Regions from separate parts of the Sus scrofa genome. Here all the other regions are linked to region 2. A link is a contact called in public Hi-C and HiChIP or PLAC-seq data. All regions are on one chromosome and are shown on one strand. The core of a region is the stretch at or near the end of the contact, and the rest is flanking DNA. Distances in the headings are between cores, read along the strand shown.

Region 1 (4,244 bases), core at 1,150-3,649, 140 kb before region 2:
GGGGTTTTTTTCCCTATAAATCTGTCCGTTTGGGTTGGGGGATGGGATGTAAGCTGTAGCTTGAATAAGCTAAAACTGGGGGTGCGCTTTTTCCATAAAGTTAAGGTTTAGTTTTTCTCCAGATATCCCAAAAGGAAATTTACAACTATGACCTCGGTCAAAGGACTTTCCCAGCTCCAAATTTGTCCCAGGACACTTGGCTAGTTCCCGCTGCAGCGTTCCATGAAGATCTGAAGAGACCGTCCGGCGATTACAGCCAGGCAGGAAGGAGAGACGGAATTTGTTTCCGTCGCGGTCACTCGTGGCGGGAGTAAACAAGAGCTGCTTTTCAGGTGCAGGCACCTCTGCTATTCTGGAATCTTCCCTGGGTACCTGCCCCGTCCTTGTACCACTGCAGTCCTGCCCCACGCAGACACCCACACCTCTGTGGCCTGCGTGTATGAAGAGCCCTGACCAGGGCTGGGTTAGTGGGGCGAGGGCAGCTCAGCTACTCTGCACAGACAGCCAGCTCCGTAGCAGAACTTCTGCCCCCCAAACAGACTGAAAAACCACATTTCTGCCCTGCCTCCCTCTGCCCCACCCACTTTAATGTCATCTGTCACCTTCACCTTGTCAACACTGCCGAGTACACCTGCAAATACCAGTTCATCTGTTTCAATGAAGGCAGAAGCAAGAGAAGCTTTGATGGAAAAAGACACAGTGAAACAGAAAAATCCCCCTTATTCTAAGGCTACAAATCCTTAGAGCATCAGTTCAGTTTTGGACGAGAAGAGTAAAGCAGGGTCATTACAAAGCAAAACAGAAAGGAGAAGCCAGCTCACGCTCCCTTTTCAAAATTCTAATCTGAAAGCTGGTTTCGTGACTCAGCTGGAGGCTTCCTGTTAAAAAGGCCGGGGGTCCACTTGCCAGGAACTGGGAAAAAGAGGCTGGGGCACAGTTAATACCTGACCACCAGTTGTGGAGCGGCCGCCACAGTCAAGGCACGTCAGCAGCATTTTAACTAAATTTCCCTTCAAAGAATTAGTTTGAGTCGCCACCTTATTTAATTGCATACTGAGGTATCTGGACAAAAAAACAGACTGTTTCGCAAATTTTAGGAACTAAAACACACACACGCACCCCCCCCGCCGAAGTCCAGCAGGTGGACAGGTGTGTGGGGGCACGTGGCCTGTCCTCACGCCCGGGCACAGCTTTGGCCTCACCCTTCGTCTTCACCCAGGTTCGTCTGCCCTTGTCTGCCCGGCGTGAGGCTGCACCCCCGCCTCAAGCCCCACAGCGTCACCACCACGAGGGGCCTCGCTCCCCTGCTCCAAATAGCCGGAAATCCGAGGGAACAGTAGCTTTTTCTTTCTTATCAAGTTCCACCGAATCAATAGTTTCGCCCAGTGCGACTCTCTGAAAGGGGCGTGTGTGCTCATCCCGAAGCAGGTTTTAAAAAGAGGAGAAAGACAGCAGGATCCCGGAGCGTCCTCGTGGGGCCGCCGCCGGAGGGGGCGTGCCGGGCAAGGAAACACCCTCCCCTCGGAAATTCAGCCTCTTCTGCCCCCTTTTAAATTGCTTCCTGGAGCATCAAATAAAGAGGGAAACTGAACTTGAGAAAAAGGAAAAGTAACTGCTACATGGAGGCCGCGGTGGGTTTACCAGGTGAGGGACCTTGTGGCCCAGGTGCTGCATCTGCCCACCTGCAGCCCCCAGGCCCCGCCTGCTGCGGCCCCCAGGCCCCGCCTGCTGCGGCCCCCAGGCCCCGCCTGCTGCGGCCCCCAGGCCCCGCCTGCTGCGGCCCCCAGGCCCCGCCTGCTGCGGCCCCCAGGCCCCGCCTGCTGCGGCCCCCAGGCCCCGCCTGCTGCGGCCCCCAGGCCCCGCCTGCTGCGGCCCCCAGGCCCCGCCTGCTGCGGCCCCCAGGCCCCGCCTGCTGCGGCCCCCAGGCCCCGCCTGCTGCGGCCCCCAGGCCCCGCCTGCTGCGGCCCCCAGGCCCCGCCTGCTGCGGCCCCCAGGCCCCGCCTGGGAAAACATGGTTATGCTTCCAGGCGAAGCTGTGAGGAGCGCCGTTCACACTCCAGCGGCTAAGCCTGTGCTAGGATTTTAAACAGGAGACCCCCGAATGCTCTCGGCTGGTGTGACAATCTGTGTAACAGCAAGTCTTACAAAGGCCCTGAAACACACGTGGAAAGAGAGGGAGCGGTGAGCTCATCCAGGCCCGCGTCTCAGGGCCTGTTCCGCCTCCACGGGGCCCCGGGCCTGCCCGTGTGAGGGCTGCTTTGTGGTTTTCACCCTGAACATAAGAACGGCTTCCGCCCGCCACACTCAAGGTGGATCTGAAAACACGGCCGAGGGTTTTGCCCACTCAGGGGCTAAGGGTCCCGGAGGGCGCAGGCGGCCCCGGCCGCCGCCGTGCTGCTCTCGGAGCCCCCGGAAGACCAGCCCCGGCGTGACCGGGCCTGATGGAAGGCGCTCTGCCCGAAAGGCTTCGAGTCCCCACCGCGGCTCGGCCGGCCCCAGGCCCCCGTCTCGAGCACACCCGGTACCCGGTCCATCGCCCCCCAGACTCCTTCTTGTTTTATTTCTCTGTTCATTTCCACAACCAAGAGAGACGTGTGCTCGGTCTGGGGTTTGTGAGGACGCAAAGGAGGAGGAGAGCTGCTTTTTCCAGGAGACACGCCGTTCCTCGTGCGCCCTGCTGCTTCCACTTAAAGCCAAATAAAGTTCTGCTAAGACTCACCAGCTAGAGCGCCATTATTTTTTTTCTGAAAAGACTGAAGTAGACAGAGAAAATGTTTTGAGAGGACTACCTCCTGCCGCTGCAGCCCAGCTTGTGTCCCGAGTTTGCTGAAATTAGGATGCAGTACCAAACAGTACTGCCGTTTGTCTAGTCCCTCGGCTACGACAATCAGGAGCACCTTGAGGTGTTGTCTAGCCTGGTGAGTGGGCGTTAATTTTTTATTTCTTCCGACAATTTTTATGTCGAATAAGGAAATCTCATTTACAAGATGGTATTAACAAGAGCCTATTTTTCAACCAAATTCTTTGTGTTGGGCTGTTAATAAAAATACAAGCCAGACCCAGAGAGGAGAACCCCAACTGTGCGAAAAGTAAACCACTGGCATCCAGTGACACGCGCTGTGTGCGTGGAGGTCCGTGACCAAATGCAAAATCACGGCCAGTCACGAGCCAGCGTCCTTTGCTCCAGATCACGGGTCCCGGAACCAGCCAGGCCTCCGGACAGGCCCTCGGGACCCCCAGACCCACAGAGAGTCCCTGAGAAGCCGTCACTTCGTGGAGCAGCTCCTGACCTGCACAGGCTGCAGGCGGCCCACCACCTCGACGAGGCCAGAGAGGCTGCCGAGCATGCGGAAAACCGGGAGAATGTCTGCCTTGCAGCGACAGAGCGTCGTTTGACGTGTTCACATAAATGAAACAAGCCTGACCAGAACCCAGGCTTCTGTGACCTGTGTGGTCGCCACAGGGAACGGGCCCGCGGTACCCTCCCTGTTTGGGGGGGAATATTTCCCCCTAACAATGACAGGTGCCTGGCTTCCTGGTAGAGGTAGCATTACCACCTGCTGGGACCATGGGAGAAACAAAACACCCGTAAAGCCACCTTATAAAAGTCCTTATTGATAATGTTAGTTTTCACATCAGGCAGCCGCTTGAAATGGGGCCAGAAAGCCACCTCCATCTAAAGGATCCACTTTAGGCCTAACTCCTAGAAAAGCTTCCGAAGAGAAGCCACACTCCTGACACAGTATGGACTGCGAGCAGACCCCACGGGCCAGCGTCTCGGTGCCGCCCGGCGCTGCTGTCACCTTCGCTGCTTGTCACTCCAGCTTATTGTGAGGGCACGGATCCGAGTTTTCAAAGGAAGGCAGCACAGAAGTCACGTGTATTATACCCCCATGCTCCACAACCTCAGAGGCAGACCCAGGCTGCAGAGAAAGCAGGGTGCCATCCCGTTTGTCACACAGGCAGACCCCTGCCGTACGGAGAAGTCATTGCACAACCCAAGTTCACACAGAATGTCAGTTTTTGTCTTACAGGGCGGGACACGGCTCTTCTGGAAACACACCCCGGTGGCTCCACTAGACGCCGGGCAGCATAAAATAACCAAAGAAACTGGGAAAAAACCCTTCACGCTTGGCATTTTTTGATGCGACTGATGCGCGCGTGGAGAGGCACCAGCCGGCGTGTCACTTACCTTGACCTCCGCAGCCGCCCTGGCCTCCAGCGAGGTGGCGTCCCCCTTGCCC
Region 2 (4,255 bases), core at 493-2,992:
CCCAAGCAGGTTCCTCTTTAACTGGCGCTCAAACCGGAAGCACTAAAAGCTAGTGGAGAACACACCTTGGACGCACGTCCTGTCCCAGGGGTTCCCACGCATTGTTGCAGGTGCTCTGGGGAGATACACATTCCGGGGCTCTTCAGGTCCGCCCCAAACGCGGGCAGAGCGGCCTCTGGTGGTTGGAAAACGCCATGGCAGGCAAATCATCTCGGGCGCCGACAGCTGCAGGCTGGCCCAGCTGCAGCAAAGGTTCTGTTTGAAGGGCATAGGGGCTCTGCCGACAGAACTGTTACAGAGGGTCTCCTAATATTGTGAATGCTGCTGATTGCTTTTCAATCCGCTACAACGTTTGCAAGGTGCAATTACCCTTGCAGAGGAGATTTTCATAGTATAAAGATAAAACTCTAACAACATGGGGGAGTGAGAGAATATAAGTACGCCAATTTCCTCATCGCTCATTGCGGGGAGCCAGCAGGTAAGAGGTACTTTTATAAATAATGATTCAGATAAAGTCACAAAATTTTCCCCCGTTGGAACTAAAAGTAATGTAATTTTTAAACTTAGGAGTTGAAAGAGAAAATATATTCTTACCCTTTGAAAAGATACTGTTCGTGGTTGACGGGTCAGGACGTACATCATTTACAGCTATAATGAAAAGAACCAGAAGACCTAGAAAGAAATTGTAGTTGGGTCTACAATACGCAGGTGATAGGTGAGTAGGTAGGGTGGACACAGAGACTTTTAATGTTTCTCCCTTCTGTTTGGATTTTTAACCATTGGTATGAGTTACTTCCACAACAAACAAAACAAAGGCAAATGAGACATGGTCTAATTACAAAAAAAACAACAACAAAAAAACAACTTTCAAACACCCTTTAATGGAATATTACCCAGAAGTTAAAAAGAATGAGGCTCAATCTATAAATATATACATCAAAAGACGTTATAGAAACTCAGTAAGCATAGGCTCCAAATTAGGAGAGTGGAAAAAGTACTTGCGTGTATGTAACGTATCTATGTATAAGGTTGTCTGGAAAGACCTATACCAATTTGAACAGATGCTGCCTGTGGAGGAGGAGATGGGCTGGTCAGGACACCTCGACTTTTACTTTCTTACTTGACAAATAGCATTTGTATCTCACGAGAATCTGCAGACCACCCGTATTCCCTGAGAAAATGATTCCTTAAGACCCGCTACAGACCCACGGAGTGAGAGTCCCGGGGAATTCTAGAATCTGTATTTTCTCCTTTAAGGTAGTTGTGAAACCCCTCACCTTCCCCGTTATTGCAAAACTGTGCGAGCACACAGAGTGTGAAGAACAGCACAACGGCATACTGCATATACCCTTCACTGCGCCGCACCGTGTGAATGTGCCCTCTCGATGAGCGTGCACACCTGCACACACACGCACGTAAGCACATGCCTCTCAGTAAGCGTGCACACCTGTACTCACACATTTCGGCCGCACCTTGGAAAGCAGTAGCAGACTCAGGACCTTGCCCCGGATTCCAGCACGCGCGTCCACAGCAGCAGCCTGCAGGCACACCTGAAACACTTCAAACACCTCTCTTTACCCAACCTCCGCGGCCCGGCCCGGCGCGGATCCCCAGAACCGCGGGTTCACCGCCCACGCCTCTGAAGATCCCGCCCCCGAGGCCCCGCCCACCTGGCGGCGTCCCGAGGCCCCGCCCCGACGGGGGCGGGCCGCGCGCCAGCGTCGGGGGCGTGGTCTCGGCTGCGTGCCTACGCGCCGTGCGGGCTGCGGCGTCGGCCGTTGGCGCGGCTTGGGCGGTTGTCTTGGAGAAGCAAGATGGCGGCGACGGCGGCCGCGGTGGTGGCGGAGGAGGACACCGAGCTGCGGGACCTGCTGGTGCAGACGCTGGAGAACAGCGGGGTCCTGAACCGCATCAAGGTAGGGCGGGAGACCGGGGCCCGGAGGAGGGGAGGCCGGCCGCGCTTGCGGGCCGCGGGGCCTTTGTGGACGGCGAGCATCACAAAGGGGCGCGGGGCGCGTCGGCAGTACCGCCGGGGCTGAGGTCCGAGCCCGCGGGCTCCCTCGGAGCGGTCCACGCGGGGTCAAGGGTCACTCCCGGGGAGCCTCACGGCCCGGCCAGCCTTAGTCGGAGGAGGCCGACCCCGGCGTCCAGTCCCCGGCTGCCCCCACCCCGTCCCCACACGGCGTCCGGGGGTCCAGTCCCCGGCTGCCCCCCGCCCCCGGCGTCCGGGGGTCCAACGCCGCATGCTCCCTGGCTCTTCCCCGCCTTTGGTCTCAGCTGTCGGGCGGCGAGCGTCTCCACCTGTAAATGGACTTACAGAGCGTAAACCAGAGAGGTGGGTGCTGAGAGACACCCCAGGGCAGGATGGGGGACTTGGGAACCACAGGTCCCTTTCTTCACGGCGTCTCAGGACGCTTTCCGACGTGTCTGTGCACCTGCCGACTAAGCACTATCAACCTGCCCCTTTTCGTTTTGAGTTTTGAAATTGCCGCGTGTGCGCTTCTTGTTATGAAAATTGCCTTGATAATTTTTGTTCCTTTCCTCACCGCACCTCCCTCCCTTTTCAAAGGCCGAACTCCGAGCTGCTGTGTTTTTAGCACTAGAGGAGCAGGAAAAAGTAGAGGTATGAAATCGACAAATCGTAATGACTGTGTTCCTTTATGGTTAATTTCTTTTTCTTTTTTTTTTTTTTTTTTGTCTTTTTTGTTGTTGTTGTTGTTGTTGTTGTTGTTGCTATTTCTTGGGCCGCTCCCTCGGCATATGGAGGTTCCCAGGCCAGGGGTTGAATCGGAGCTGTAGCCACCGGCCTACGCCAGAGCCACAGCAACGCGGGATCCGAGCCACGTCTGCAACCTACACCACAGCTCAGGGCAACGCCGGATCGTTAACCCACTGAGCAAGGGCAGGGACCTAACCCTCAACCTCGTGGTTCCTCGTCGGATTCGTTAACCACTGCGCCACGACGGGAACTCCTATGGTTAATTTCTAATTGCCCAAAAACCATTCTAAATGTTGTGTATAGTGGGGCATAGCCAAGGATGATTTTGAACTTTAGTGTTGGGAGAGAGTCAAGATTATTCTCTCTTCGTGTATATTTTAGAGTTTGGGGGTAAAGAAAGTTAAGGCCGGTGCTAAATTTCATAGGTCCCTCTCCGCTGGGGACATCTGAAACACAGGTTAAAGCAGGAAGAAAAGGTTTCATTGTCAACAAGTTTACCGCAGGATCGGTCAGAACCTTTAACCTGCCCATATGCCTGCGAATCCCCACCAGGTGGAGGGGGTAGGAGGCAGCTTTCCCCCAGGTTATCTGGCCCCTGAGTTATTTTATTTTACTTATTTATTTATTTTTGTCTTTTTGCCTTTTCTAGGGCTGCTCCCGCTGCATATGGAGGTTCCCAGGCTAGGGGTCTAATCGGAGCTGTAGCTGCCGGCCTACGCCAGAGCCACAGCAACGCAGGATCCTTAACCCACTGAGGGAGGCCAGGGATTGAACCCGAAACCACATGGTTCCTAGTCAGATTCGTTAACCACTGTGCCACGACGGGAACTCCCTGAGTTATTTTAAAATCATGTCATTTTGGAAGTTCTCTTGTGGTGAAGTGGGCTCAGGATCCAGCATTGTCACCGCAGTGGCTCAGGTCACTGCCTTGGCGTGGGTTTTATCCTTGGCCTGGGAACTTCCACATGCCTCAGGCACTGCCTCCTCCCCTCAAAATCTTGTAGTCTTTTCTTGGGTCACAGGTCCAGTCACTTCTCTGTTTACAGGTGTATTTAGTGTTTCTCTCTGTGGCAGGTCTACCACTGTCTGAGTAAAACCCCCGGCCTGTTGGCAACTGCGTGGTCAAGGCCTCGCTTTCCCCTGACAGCTCAGTGTCTTCTCCTCACTTTGGACTCCGGTTCCCCTTTACCTTCCTGAAGGCCTTCAGTTCTTGCCTCTTCTGTCTTTGTCCTCGCTGAGCTGCCCTTGTTCTTAGCTGATCTGGACCCCGTGGTCCGGGTCTCAGGGGCCCTCACTGCCTTGCCCTTCGCCATGCTTGGTCTGAGGACAGTCTCAGGGGTCCCTGCGCTCAGCAGATGAGCTCCCTCCCCGTCTGGAGCGGCTGAGGCCCCCCCGGGGGGGGGTGCTTCCCACCCCGGGAGGCCCTGGGCCTTCCCACCGGCCTCCCGCCTCAGCCGCTTCCTGCCCTCTGACGGACGCACCTGTGACGGACGCACCTGTCTGTCCCTCCCGAGGAAGATGGAAGCAGCAGGTGTG
Region 3 (3,908 bases), core at 95-2,594, 250 kb before region 2:
ACTGGGATGAAGAGATTAAGATATGATTGTTGAAATACAAAACACACTGGAAAACCATCTGCAGACACCTCTGGAAACCCAAAGATGACAAGATGCAAAACCGGAGAAAAAGGACATGATTTTCAGTCCTGTGGGTTTCAGGACGAATCTTTATCAAACCTGGGGCTGCAAGGATATTGCATCAGGCACTTTACTACTGAGCATCGTTGTTTCAGACTGGTCCAAGTAGGCTGTGTTGCTGTCTTTTTTTTTTTTTTCCTAAGCTCCTTTTGTCATTTCTTCACTGATTTCAAATACACAAATGATCTACACTACATGGTAGTATTTGTGTGGCTCTGTAAAATAAAACACTGTAAAATAAACCCCATCAACACCAGCCATCCAGCGGAGGATAGGGTTGGGGAGGTTCTGTACTGGGGACTCTGGGGTGCCACACGGAGGCTGCACAGGCTGAAATGCCCCCCACCCAGAGCAGCTCTGCGGGACCAGGATGACCACCCCAAATCCTGCGCAGAGAGTGGAACAAAATTCGTTAGAAATTCAGTGGGGGCAGAGCTCCGTCCCTGCTGAGGACCCAAGAACCTGTCCAATTATTACTAAGTCCCAACAATAAGGGTCGGTTTTAGGAAAACCGGACTAGCTCTCAACTTTAATTCCCCGACGTGGGTCCCGGGGTGAATGTGCATGTGACAATAGGAAAGGGTTCTGGATGGCCCCAAGACCCGCAGCATCCTCCAGGGCGCGGCGGGGACCTGGGAACCTGCGCGCACAGAGGCCAGGGCATTTACCTCGAGTCGGCTAAGACTGGAGCTCTTGGAGCGCGACTTCTTGCGCAGGTACACGGAGAAGAACCTGCGCACGGTGAACTTCTTCATGCTCAGCTCCATCGCCCGGCGCCCAGCCGCGAGGAGCCGCAGGGCCGGAGGACGCGCATCCCCAGCGCATCCCAGGCGCGCGGGGTTAGGTCCGCGTGAGGGCACGAGCTGCCGGGGAGCCCGGCGCGGCGGCCATCGGCGCGGGGCGCGGGCTGCGGGCACAAAGGGCAGGCCGAGCCGGCCACGGAGGCCGGGGGCCCAGCGCTCCCTCCTCCCCCTCCTCCTCCTCCTCCTCCCGCTGCCTGCGAGGACCAGCCCGGGGGCAGCCCCGCCCCGCTCCGCCCCGCCCACAGCCACTACTGCCAATTAGCACCCGCCTGCCCGCCCCACCCTCCGCCACTACCACCAATCAGAGTCCGCCGGCCCAGGCTCTCCCTCCTCCTCCTCCTCCTCCTCAGGTCCAGCGAGGACCAGCCCTGGACAGCCTCGCCCCTTCCCCGCCCCCGCCACTACCGCCAATCAGAGCCAGTCGCCACACCCAGCCACGCCCACCTCCTCTTTCTCCGCCACTACTACCAATCAGCGCCCACCGCCTCACTGCCCCAGGCGTTCACTTCTTCTCCCGCCTCCTCCCGCACTCCGCTCCACGCGGCTCCACCCCGCCCCCCGCCCCCTCCGCCAATCAGCGCCCCCGGCGGCGCATGCCTAATGAGCCCGCGGAGTGTAGTGCTCAGCGCGGGGCTGGCGGTGCAGCTGCTCAGCTGCGCCTGTCGCTTGCTCTCTGTTCTACTTCGTCGGCCTGCTGGGCTTTTTTCTAGCTTGGTATGTCATTAGGTTTTCTGCCCTTAAAACGTCCACACACACACTTTTGCATATTGCTCTTCTGCTCAGAACAAAATTTTGTTGATTAGCAAGCACTTCTAGAAAATGGAACGAAATGGGGCGGGGGGGTGGGGGGGTGAGGGGACCACGAGCCTGCACACGTATGCTCTGCACCTCTTTTCGCCCTTTGGCCCTAGTGGCTCCTCAGGCACTCCATCCCCAAAGCCCAGGAGCTCGACCTGAGGGTCCGCCAGTGCGGCCCCCCCCCCCCCAGTGATGTACTGATCCCTACCCGGCCAGGGATGCCGGCAGCCAGCTGGGGAAGCCTCCCTGCTGTGTTTGGAGAACAAAAGACACACATCCGCTCTCCGTGACCTCCGACTCCATATATAGAAAATTATCCAAACGGATGACTTATCAGGGCCTGAACAGTGTCCTGAGTCAGGGCTCTCAGAGACCAGCTGCTGGCTATAGGGCCGTGAGGGATTTGCCTTAAAGGGGAACACACCTTTTTTCCCCCCAGAAATGCTCACCAGAGGACTGTAGGCAGTTCCAGATTTGTGAGCTTAGGACACTGTGGAGCCTTTTCTGCCATCCTCTTGTGCACTGCCCACGTAATTTTAGGTTTAAAATAGGGTCAATCTCATTAGCATATTGCCACCACCCCCCTGAAAAGTCCAGAAGCATTCTTGCATGCTGTGCTGTGAGACAAATACTGCTTTGTCAGGCAGATTGTGAAAAAAATCTACAGGTCATAGCATCCCCTGGCTTAATCAAAGGTGGCATTAATATCTGCGTCTGGCTATCTTTGCTAAAGTGAGTAAAAGAAGGTGGATGCCGTGAAATAAGGACCGGTAAATTCATGCTGTGTCTGGGTCAAGAGGTGAGGTCAGATACTCTCCCTGGGTTTTAATGGTGGTGAGCGTAGGGTTTAGCATCAAGATCCTGGGGTTGCCACTGCCTTGCATGGTGAGCTTAAGCACACTTTCATGTTTTGTGTTTCCATTGAGCATCTCTAAGATGAAAACACAACATGCCCCAAACCGGTTCCTGCTTCCCTCAGGGATTCTGCTGCAGAGCTGTTACCTGTCCTCTGGGAACCAGCTTCTTACCACCTTGTGTCTCCTGCCACCACCACTCAGGCATTCCCAGCTCGAAGCAAACAAGGCCAGGGCTGTGCCACATTGCTGCTCTGGCAGAGAGCAGCTAATGGACAGCACACGTGGGGCCGGGCACCAGCTCCAGGAATAAGGGCGGGGCTGGCCAGGGGTAGCTGGTACGACCAGCCAGACTCAGGAGTACAGTCTGCCAACCATGCCCTCTCAGGGGCAACGTGCTCAGGACAAAAGCCTGGGGGCAGGCCCAGATCAAGGTTTGTGTTTTGCCAACAAGAGCATTCTGACCTGGTGTAACGGGACAAGGAAATGTCTTCTGAGACATTCATGATCCCGTATATTTGAGCACGATGACATGGCTCTCTATGGAGCTCGAACATCTCAAAAGAAAAAGAAGAAAGAAACTTTCAAATTTCAACTGAGGAATCCATTTCACTGCAGGAACAAGTCTGTTTACCTTTGTCTTTGTCCTGGTAAAAAAGAGCGGCATTGAAATCTCTAGCAATCATTTGCCCCCACTATGTCTGCCTATATGGCCTCCAGACCCCAAAATCTGGGGTAGGAATCAGGGCCCACTTTTACCTGAGTCCAAACAACCCTTTGCAAACATTGGAAAAGAAAAGGTGACCTTGATAAAGGCTGGTGCCCGATGCCAGGGTGGGAAGGCGGAGAGAAGACCAAGAGCTTGGCAGATGCCCTATTATCTCCGGTTTCTCCCCGCCTCCGGCACGGTCAGTCTGGGACTGAGTCCACGGCTACCGCTGCTTCTAAGAGAGGCTCAGACTGGCCAGTGTGCCTTGAGTCCAGCACAACACACGATTACAGAGCTCCTCCTGTTAGCAGCGGCACCATCACGACCCGCTCCCCATCCCAAGTTCACAGCCGTGTGGAGGAGAAGGAGGGGGAATGCACGCACCTGGAGCAGCGTGTACCTAACGTGCAAGGACCGTGTAAGAAAATGGTTCATGGACAGACAAAGGAGAAGTCAATCCTAACTGGAGAGGCTAAGGAAGAGGTGGCATTTGGGGTGAGCTCTGGGGACCAGGAGACATGTCCTGGGCAGACAGAGGAGGCAGGGTCCTGGCTGCCGAAGAACTGGGTCATTGAGGACTTAGAACAGAGAGAATTTAATGACTGATTCCCCACCAAGTCCCCC

Evidence for each region. Hi-C and Micro-C count contacts between places; a contact is called where the count stands out from the background. HiChIP or PLAC-seq counts read pairs in DNA pulled down with a chosen protein or histone mark.
Region 1: a Hi-C map of undifferentiated spermatogonia shows a contact between it and region 2, with 2.9 times the contacts expected there. The contact joins the enhancer-like site here to the promoter of FGFR1OP in region 2. A contact is called at or near these places in 4 of 5 promoter capture datasets (fetal liver, liver and skeletal muscle), 36 of 47 Hi-C or Micro-C datasets (adipose tissue, alveolar macrophages, blood and 18 more) and 2 of 2 datasets of contacts at active chromatin or transcription factors (alveolar macrophages and skeletal muscle).
Region 3: an H3K27ac HiChIP or PLAC-seq map of skeletal muscle shows a contact between it and region 2, with 2.1 times the contacts expected there. The contact joins the enhancer-like site here to the promoter of FGFR1OP in region 2. A contact is called at or near these places in 1 of 5 promoter capture datasets (liver), 5 of 47 Hi-C or Micro-C datasets (embryonic fibroblasts, epiblast stem cells, fetal liver and 2 more) and 1 of 2 datasets of contacts at active chromatin or transcription factors (skeletal muscle).

The regions. Positions count from the first base shown.
Region 1 is chr1:2,262,101-2,266,344 of Sscrofa11.1, reverse strand. RPS6KA2 (ribosomal protein S6 kinase alpha-2) reads right to left here. Exons shown (of 24, transcript XM_021086109.1): 3 at 4,193-4,243. Among named protein-coding and RNA genes, the nearest start is that of RPS6KA2, 60 kb to the right of the region's middle. Within about 2 kb of position 2,399, at least 14 of the 83 cell types and tissues checked have an H3K27ac peak or open chromatin away from gene starts, as enhancers often do. A contact at or near this core is called in adipose tissue, fetal liver and undifferentiated spermatogonia, where this site is marked.
Region 2 is chr1:2,118,319-2,122,573 of Sscrofa11.1, reverse strand. FGFR1OP (FGFR1 oncogene partner) reads left to right here and starts at 1,742. Exons shown (of 14, transcript XR_002342214.1): 1 at 1,742-1,916; 2 at 2,570-2,623. LOC102157461 (a long non-coding RNA gene) reads right to left here and starts at 1,638. Exons shown (of 3, transcript XR_002342227.1): 1 at 1,473-1,638; 2 at 66-672.
Region 3 is chr1:2,372,242-2,376,149 of Sscrofa11.1, reverse strand. The region is part of intron 3 of RPS6KA2 (ribosomal protein S6 kinase alpha-2); the gene reads right to left. Among named protein-coding and RNA genes, the nearest start is that of MPC1, 170 kb to the left of the region's middle. Within about 2 kb of position 1,344, at least 53 of the 83 cell types and tissues checked have an H3K27ac peak or open chromatin away from gene starts, as enhancers often do. A contact at or near this core is called in embryonic fibroblasts and skeletal muscle, where this site is marked.